Regions from separate parts of the Rattus norvegicus genome. Here region 2 is linked to region 1. A link is a contact called in public Hi-C data. All regions are on one chromosome and are shown on one strand. Each heading gives the region's core, a stretch centred on a gene start, on an enhancer-like site or on the middle of the called end of the contact. The rest is flanking DNA. Distances are from core to core; before and after follow the strand shown. Region 1 holds the start of Cdk15 (cyclin-dependent kinase 15). Region 2 holds the start of Fzd7 (frizzled class receptor 7).

What was found. A called contact is a pair of places that touch in the nucleus more often than the background predicts.
Region 2: a Hi-C map of the A7r5 cell line shows a contact between it and region 1, with 4 times the contacts expected there. The contact joins the promoter of Fzd7 here to the promoter of Cdk15 in region 1. A contact is called at or near these places in 3 of 12 Hi-C or Micro-C datasets (the A7r5 cell line, Schwann cells and mammary epithelial cells).

What each region holds. Positions count from the first base shown.
Region 1 is chr9:68,204,245-68,209,108 of GRCr8, reverse strand. Cdk15 (cyclin-dependent kinase 15) reads right to left here and starts at 3,267. Exons shown (of 14, transcript XM_039084847.2): 1 at 3,139-3,267; 2 at 2,262-2,411; 3 at 1,514-1,608. The coding sequence starts at 3,267. It overlaps LOC134480372 (a long non-coding RNA gene), which reads left to right. Exons shown (of 2, transcript XR_010054790.1): 2 at 3,046-4,028.
Region 2 is chr9:68,422,678-68,427,258 of GRCr8, reverse strand. Fzd7 (frizzled class receptor 7) reads right to left here and starts at 1,721. Exons shown (of 1, transcript NM_001271185.1): 1 at 1-1,721. The coding sequence starts at 1,359.

The DNA.
Region 1 (4,864 bases), core at 2,018-4,517:
GCTTACAAAGGCAGACTGACTGCTGAGTTCAGGGTTGGCCTGGGACAGAACAAGGTTAGACTCAGGTGTGGTAGAAATGCTAATTTCATGATGGGGTCCCACCCAGCTACCTTATCGTCTGTGCTTAACAGAGGCAGGCAGACCTCCGAATTATTTTGCAATATTAAAAGAAAATGTGTGCTTGCTATCTCCTAAGAATTAAGGGACTGGGCTCACAGGATGCAGATTCACAGGATAATCAAAAGGGAACCTGGAGTCCTTTTGTGACAAGGTCTCACCACACCTGGGCTAGCCTAGTGACTAGCAAGCTCCACTGGTCTGATCCTCTGGTCTCCACTCCTTCCTGTCCTCACAGCGCTGGGGTTAAGGCACTCATAGCTTCCCCTGGATTGTTACATGGATGTGGAGATTTCAACTCAGGTCGGGAAGTGTTTCTGACACAATTTTCCATTCTATTACTAAACTGAGTTTCTTGAAAGCAATATATTATATTCTTAGTTCCCAGGGTAATCTGTGGTCATGAATCAAATCCTGGTTCTATACAATTAAAATTGTATTTCCCTGATAATCTTATTTTAACAAAGACAGCACAAATGCACACACTCTAAGATAAACACAAATATTTAGTTTTATGGTACTTGCACTTTTAAAGTATGAGTACCAGTAGTCATTATTTTCTTCATTGGATTATTTAAGCTAAGAGGTAAGGTTTTCCAACTCTCCTACCCTTACTAGAGGGTAGATGGACGGCCAGAACCTCATCTTCAAACCAAGTCCACTTGGTCTTTGGATACACATTCTTTTTTCCCAGCCATTCGGTATGTTTTAGGAATGCAGAGCGTCAGCCTTTGGATAGCCCACACTGTGAGAGTCAGGAAGGGCTAAGAGAAGCTCTAAAGACACCAACTGGCTCTCACTGGGTAGTAACTGATTTGGAGGTCAACAGTGGAGAAAGTCTACCCTCCTCAGTGGTTGATTTTAGCTAGGTTTTTGTTGTTTTGTTTTTTTCTTTGATGTCGCTTTGTTTGTTTGTTTGTTTTGCTTTTCAAGATTGTTAAAATCACCCTGTCTAGAGCAGAAGAGATGGCTCAGTGGTTAAGAGCACTGACTTCTCTTCCAGAGGTCCTGAGTTCAATTCCCGGCAACCACATGGTGGCTCACAACCATCTGATGTGTCTAAAGACAACTACAGTATACTCATATAAATAAAATAAATAAAATCTAAAAAACAAAAAATAAAAAAACACCATGTCTACCATCCCGTTGGCCCAGATATCCTGCCACAGTCCCAAAAGCTGTGAATGTTTCTACTATGTCAGTTGGCTTTATAATACAATAGATGAGATGCCCTTATCAAAATAGGGAGATGCCCTTATCAAAAGTCTTTAACGGGGTTGGGGATTTAGCTCAGTGGTAGAGCGCTTGCCTAGGAAGCGCAAGGCCCTGGGTTCGGTCCCCAGCTCCGAAAAAAAGAACAACAAAAAAAAAAAAAAGTCTTTAACAAGTCACTTACCTGCTGATGCCCTTGTAAACTGTGGCATAAGAACCTTCACCCAGCTTCTCCAAGTTCAAGTAAGATGAGGCTGCCCCAAAAGGGAAGCTCTTCTTCTGCTCCAAGGGTGGGGTGAGAGGTGGGAAGATAGAAAGAACATATAAAAAATATGTTGACTTATCTTTTCCCCAGGGACATTAGACAGTAGAGAGAGAGAGAGAGAGAGTGTGTGTGTGTGTGTGCGTATGTGTATATGTGTCTGTGTGTGTGTCTGTGTGTAAGTGTCTATGTTGTGTGTGCTTGTCTGTCTGTGTATGTATGTGTGCCTGTGCATGTGTGTCTGTCTACCTATCTGTCTGTGTACATGTATGTGTGTGTAAGCATCTCTGTATGTGTGCCTGTGCATGTGTGTCTGTCTACCTGTCTGTCTGTGTACATGTGTGTGTATGTCTCTGTGTGTGTCTGTGTGTATGTGTATCTGTATGTGCATGACCATGTGTGTCTGTGTGTCTGTGTTCATGTGTGTGTGTGTTTTTGTGTGTGTCTATGCGCATGTGTGCCTGTGTATTCTGTGTTGTGTGTGTATGTCTGTGCGTTGTGTGTGTGTATGCCTGTGTGTGTGTTGTGTGTGTGTTGTGTGTGTCTGTGTGTGTATGTGTGAGAGCACATGCAAGCCCACACAGGCGTCCCTGGAAGGTGAAGGCTAGACTAGCTTCCCTAGACAGGCACCCATGAAATTCTCCTTGATGCCTGTCAGCGGTTCACTCACCCATGGCACCCCCTGCCTCAGATTCTCTTCCTGAAAAGAATCACTGTTACTCCGTGGCCTTTTACTCTCCAACTTCTGGACTCTGGCAGCCTGGAGTCCCCTGGGGTGAAATGAAGCCGAGGAACATGATGCTTCTTTTAGGTCTGTTAGCTGGAGGAAGAGGAAAGCACGCACACAATGTGTGCAGTCAGACTTGGTGGCTGGCAAGCCTTTTCTTGGTTTTTATTTGCCTGGTTTTGTTTGTTTGGTTCTGGTTTTTGCTTGTGTTGTTGCTGCTGCTGCTGCTGTTGTTGTTGTTGTGTAGGCTTCCTACCATGAAAGGCAGGTTTCCTGAAAGTCAGATCTTAGAGACAACCATGTATGGTACCAATTACTGAAATACTAAATTTTTCCTTCACCTGCACAGTTTAACCCAGTCTCTTTGAGGGTATTTTCCATTTTCCTCATTTAACTCAGTTTGCCCCATACCTGCCCACCTTCCTGGGTACTTAATGTAACACCTTAGAAGAATCTAGTTAGACACTGCTAATGATCACGAGCTAATTACTGAAACTGAGAATCCACAGTGGACCTACCGGTATGGCGGCTTGCCCTCTACAGTTCAGCCCTACAATTTAGTGGCTCAGAGATGTCCAGAGAAGAACCACTTTCTCTGTTTCAAGTCAAAAGAGGCCAAACCCAAGGCTTATTCCCCTCGTCTGGTTTACAAGTACATCCCCAAACTTGATAACTACAGTCATAAATCCTCTGTGACTTTAATAGAATTTTCTTTTTATGAGTTTAGACCTACCGCAGAGGAATCAGACCCTGCTACAAGAGGGAGTGTCTGTCTGAATCGCTTGGTTTACTAAAGATGCTCCTCCCGGGATACAAGTACCTCAAATACAGCAGGCTCCGAGGTGCTTCCAGGCTGGCTCCTCTGACAGCTGTGCGCCTCGCCTCCCTCCGAACGGTGGTAGCAACTGCATCCTGGCTGCCGGCTCTTTGCACACAGCTCTTGACCCATACTAGTCCAGGTTCAAGGAGAAAACCGGCACTTGAACCTCTTCCCATCCGTCTCTTCTCTCCTCATTCGCTCCCCGCTCTGCCAGAGGTCAGCAGAGTGGAGCTTTCGTGTGACTCACACGAGGGCTCTGCCTGGAGCAGCCTCATGACTTCAGCAGTTTTAGCTCATCAGTGCAAAGAACTATGCATCAGAACCGCAGCGGCTGGCGCTCATGTGTGCACACCCGAAAACAAGGAGGCTCTTACCGAGAGAATACAACTGGGTGCACCAGGAGGCTCTTACCGAGAGAATACAACTGGGTACACCAGCTTACCCCAGCCACCAGTCAGTTCTGTGGCTACACTCACTTTTCCAGAATTCGACTAGTGTCTATTGGGTTTCCCCTCGCTAAAGTGGTCATGCCGAGGGGTGTCTTATCCCTTGCTTTCCTGAAAGCCTCTTAGTTTTCAAACTTTTTTCTTTTGAGTCCTTGTCTCTCACAAGACTAGCCCAGCTAGCCTCCAAGTGGAGGTAATCCTCCTGCCTCAGTTTCCCCAGTCCGGGATTGCAGATGTGTGCCATCTGACTCAGATTGGTTTTCCAACATTCAAACGAGTGTGCCACCTAGCCAACTTTTAGAGTCAAAGGAACCAGAGAACGGTGGGGTGGAAAGGGAGCTGAGGATTCCTCCCTCTGCCTCCAAACAGAAGTCCATCTCAGTCTGACAGGGCAGTCATTCCTTCAAACACTATATAATAAATGCCTGTGTTGATAAAACTCTACTAACAGTGCAGAGTCAACGGTGGAGAGAGGAGTTTGAGCTGGGTATGGTGGCACATTTAAATATATATGTGTATATATATATATATATATGACATTACTTCTTTTTAATTTAAGATTTTATTTAATATTTATATGGATACACTGTAGTTATCTTAAGACACACCAGAAGAGGGCATCAGATCTCATTGCAGATGGTTGTGAGTCACCATGTGGTTTCAGGGAATTGAATTCAGGACCTCTGGAAGAGCAGTCAGTGCTCTTCACCACTGAGCCATCTCTCCAGCCCCCAGCCCTCCACCCCTAACCCCCGCCCCCACCCCCATCCCCTATTCCGTGACACAAATAACATGCACAACAATTTCTGTGAGAAAAAGGGCTAAGTCTGTTATCACAACAGTATCATGGATATTTAACAACCGAACTTTCAGACATTAAATCTTAACTTTTACGTGATTTAATTGTGGTGGTTTGAATAGGAATGGCCCCCATAAACTCATGCATTTGAAAGCTTGGCCCATAGGTAGTGGAACTATTAGGAGGTATGGCTTTGTTGGAGTAGGTGTGCCCTTGTTGGAGGAAGTGTTTCAGTGTAAAAGTGGTCTCTGAAGTCTCATATGCTCAAGCATAAGCCCCAGTAGAGCAGTCTCCTGCTGCCTGTGGATCAAAATGTAGAACTCTCAGCTCCTTCCCCGCTCCAGGTCTGCCTGCATGACACCATGCTTCTTGCCTTGATGCTAATGACTGAGTCTCTGAAGCTGCAAGTCAGCCCCACTTAAATGTTTTCCTTTATAAGAGTTGGCTGTGGTCATGGTGTTTGTTCACAGCAATAGAAACT
Region 2 (4,581 bases), core at 472-2,971, 220 kb before region 1:
CTTCATGATGGTGCGGATGCGAAAGAGAGACACAAAGCCGGCCAACAGGAAGGACGTACCGATGAAGAGGTAGACGAACAAGGGCGCCAGCACGAAGCCCCGCAGTGCATCCACACTAGACAGGCCCACGTAGCACACTCCACTGAGTAGGTCACCATCCACCTGGCCCATGGCCAAGATGGTGATTGTCTTGACCGCTGGCACAGCCCACGCGGCCAGATGAAAGTACTGCGAGTTGGCCTCGATGGCCTCGTGGCCCCACTTCATGCCAGCTGCCAGGAACCAAGTGAGGGAAAGAATGACCCACCAGATGGAGCTGGCCATGCCGAAGAAGTAAAGCACCATGAAGAGGATGGTGCAGCCCTCCTTCTTGGTGCCCTGCGCCACCGTGCGGTAGCCATCGTCCGAGAAGCGCTCCACGCACACGGCACGGTCCTCTAGCAGGAAGCCCGCCACGTGCGCCACTGCCACCATGAAGTAGCAGCCCGACAGGAAGATAATGGGTCGCTCTGGATAGCTGAAGCGACGCATGTCCACTAGGTAGGTGAGCACCGTGAAGAGCGTCGAGGCACAGCACAGCACTGACCACACACCTACCCAGAGGCGGGCGAAACGTCTCTCCTCTTCTTTAAAGTACATGAGGCCGTTAGCACGGCCTGGCTCACACGGGGCACCGCAGTCACGCTCGCCTAGGAAACGGTAGCCCAGGTAGGGGGGGACCTTGAGCTGACGCGGGCAAGAGAAGGGGAAAGACCAGCGGCCTCTGCCATCTGAGGGGGACATCGCAGTGAAAGGCGGGTCTGGCAGGTAGGGAGCAGTAGGGTAGGCGGTGGGACTACCGCCTGCGCCCCCGGAGCCGTCGGACGTGTTCTGCCCCACGCATATCTCGCCGGCGCCGTGCACCGGGAAGTTCTCGCAGCGCAGCCGCTCCGGCCACTGGAAACCGAACTTGTTCATGAGCGCCTCGCAGCCCTGTCGGGCGCGCTCGCACAAGGAACGGCACGGAGGAATGGCTTGGTCGAGCACGGTGCACACGGGTGCGTACATAGAGCATAAGAAGAAGCGCAGCTCGGGAGAACACTGCACCTTTACCAGAGGGTAGAACTGGTGCACCTCGAGGCCCGCGTCCTCTTGGTTCGTGTGGCCCAGCAGGTTGGGCAGGATGGTCTGGTTGTAGGCAATATCCGTGCACAACGGGATGGAGATGGGCTGGCAGAAGCCGTGGTCCGGTACCGAGATGCCTTTCTCGCCGTGGTATGGTTGAGCTCCGGTGTCCGTGGGCAGCGCGCCCAGAAGAGCAAGCACCAAGGCACAGAGGCCCAGGGGCGAGTGCGACGCCTCCGTGCCGGGGCCCCGCATCGCCGGCCGAGAGTGCAGCGGCGTTCTCAGCTGGAGGAAAAAGACGGGGCGCTGGGGAGCGGCTTGGATGCAGGGAGGCGCCGCCGCGCCCGGCGCATGAGAGTCCTCCCGGCGCCGGGGCCGGGCCGTGGGCGGCGCGGAGCCGAGGGTGCTAGGGTGCCTGCACAGCGGGGGCGAGGCCGCCAGCCGAGGGGGCGCCGCAGCCGCCTCCGCGTGGCACTCACGCGGCCTCCAGGGGTTCAAACTCCTGGGCCTGGAGTGGGGGGACCGAGGGGGGTGTCGCCTTACCCTCCCCGCCGAGACGTAACGGTGCGGCTTTCTCTGCGGCGACGAGCAACAAGCGTCTCCGGTTACCCTTCAAAGTTTGCCCAAGTTTCTCGAGCCCCGGGCGCACGCCGATACGCACGTCCCCTACACCAAGCCGGGCCTCCGCCAGGCCAGCGCCCAGCGTCCCCGCTTGCTCGCTCTGGTCGTCGCCTGGGTGCTGCTCCACCTTCTCTCCTTGAGGCCCCGCGGGCCACCGCTGCCGCCTCCTCTGATTCTGGAGCCTCCTTCAGTCCTAGGAAGGTCGGCCCCAAGTTTCAAGTCAAAGGGCTCGTTCTTGCTTTGAGTCCGATCGGTGCTCGGGAGGTAAGAGCTAGACAAGCTCGCTTTGGAAACGTAGTAGCGCGGAATCCGAAGCCCCTTCACCCGCAGTCGGCCTGCACCCGGCCTCTGCTGCCCCGCACAGTCCCAGCCCGCAACTCCCGGCGTCCGCCACCGCCCGCTAGGGAAGGAGTGCAGAGTAACGCCTGGGAGCTGCACTGGTGGCTAGAAGAAGCGTCGGGCTCGCAGGGCTCTGGGCCGCCCCGCCCCCTCCCCTCCCCCCATTCACAAACCACTCCGGGGGCGGGCCCGAGCCCTCTGGACGTCCAATAGAGCGCTTTGTTTTCTCTGTAGACGCCTTCCGATTGGGTGGAAGTCGGAAGGGGAGGCCGAGGGAACGAGGAAGGCGGTGCCTGAAGCGCTCTGGGCGGATTCCTGAGGGGAGGGGCGGAGAACTGAGAGAAAAGTTAGGAAAAACTTTTACCCAGAATTTGCTCAGGGGAGAAAAACGCACCAGAAAGGCAACTTGCTTGAAAGATTGGTTCCTCTTCCATGTACCCTAAAATACACATTCCCGAGCAAAAGGGGGCATTCGCTGAAGGCTTTGGCGAGAAGCTGAGAATAGCACAGTGCCAGGGCGGAGAGACGTGACCCAGAGTCACGTTAGCCTTGCCTGGCTGGCTAGAGCGGGAGGATTTTAGTTAGCATCAGTGTGGAGCGAGGAAAGGGTGCGACTAAGGACCGTTTTTTTCTTCCCATACCCCAGCCGACCATGTGAAGCCATAATCCCCTCTCCCTCCCCCAGTTACAAAAAGGGGGGCCGCCCGGAGGGAGAAACCGGAGTCGGCCGAGGGGCGGACTTGTGGCGGGAGGAAGTGCAGACCCTCGGAGGAGAGGGCCCAGAGCTGGGGGTTGCGCGGCACTCACGAGCCTGCCACCCCTCCCGGGCACACTGCTGGGAGCCTGGGATGCCCAAGAGGCTCTGGGGGTTTTGGAGAGCTCTAAGGCAGCTCTGGGGGAATGCTTATGAGAGTAACCTGAGACCGAGGGCCTCAGAACTCTCTGTATGATTTACAGAGCGCCTTCGGTTGCCCCGTTTCCCCTTCTTTCTGAGGTGTGTGGCCTCCAGAGAACCCATCTTCGTTGCAGAAGCAACCATTTGATCTTTCCATTTGGAATCTACATAGAAAAGTTTTAACGCGCGTTAGAAACCAGGGCATTTGCTAATTAAAGGGCTTTCGAGACACAAAGAGGGGTTATTTTCCTTCTGGGGTAGCGTTTTCTGATTGGCAAGCGTTCTTTTGTTCTTGGTCAAATCTTAACCCTGCTCCAGGCACTGGGCGCTCGTGCGCGTTGTCTGATTGCCCCGGACCGGTCGGAAGTTACTAAGGGGCCTCTGCCCTCTCCCAAGAGCCAGCATGAATACTATGAATTCCCATGCAGGGAAGTGACAAGTTGAATCGTTGAATCTGTCTCCGCAGTCTTACTATTTTAAACAACATTTTTTTCTGACTCAGTCCTTCTGCCTGTCTCAGTTGGGTGCTGGTGCTTGAGAGATTTTTGTACAGTTGAATGTTGAATGCCGGCAGAAGTAACTCCCTCTGGTACAGTTTCTCCATCTAGGAAAAGGCTAGATTCTGAAATCTAAGACAATCAATTGGATTTCCTTTTCTCGTAGACCTGGGCTTCTTCTAATTTTCTTTTATTTTATCTCAGAAGTTCGCTGAGCTCTTTCCTTCCACGTTAGAGTTCATCTTTTGTGCTCCTGTTAATGCGTCTGAAGAGCCCAGCCTCGTGGAACAAGGCAGTGTCAGAGAGTTGACACCCTCCATCCGGCTTGCAATAACAATCACCGTTTTCCTTCTAAGTTCAGTTTAACCTTCACACCAGTCCCCAGCAACCCCCCCCCATAAAGAATCTCCCTCAAAGCAATAAAGATGAATAAGCCACGTTTTCCTTTTTAAAAATATACATTCTTCAAGACTTCATCTTCTTCCTTCTAAATTATTATTCCTATTACCCACCGCTGTGCTGTGTTAATATTTGTTGGGAGATGTTTAAGACATTGGGGGGCTGTTTTGCTTTGTCACTGAAAGTGTGGGTGGTGGAGCTTAGATTCCTTTCTTTTCCCCCACGAGGTTCAGGATGTCCTCCTTTTTAAAATAAAAATTTCATGCTTATTCATCAGATCCTTGATCTAACTCGTCTTTGCTTATCGAGGGAGAAATACCAAGCTGTATCGTCAAAAAATATGAAAACTGACAAGATAGAACACTGCCTCAAATTCAACAGAAACCAGCTATAAGGATGAGCTGCTCATCCTTATAAGTCCCAGACAGCTCTGATGTTAGGCAATAGGAATAACGATTTAGGAAGAGGGGGGTGGGATGAGCCAGTATAGGAAGGAATGGGATATTTTTTAAACAATCTATGCATGAAGGACAGGAAACTCATTCTAGATGGGAACGTCACACAGTAAGTCCTTTTCTCTGTCCCAGGCAGAGAGGAGCAAAAGTAGTGGAGAAGCAAAGGTAGGTTTTAGGAGCTGGGGTGGGGACTCTTTAAAGATGATTTAAAACAACAACAGCAACACTCTGTCTGGGCTTGGGGATTTAGCTCAATATGGGGCAATTGCCT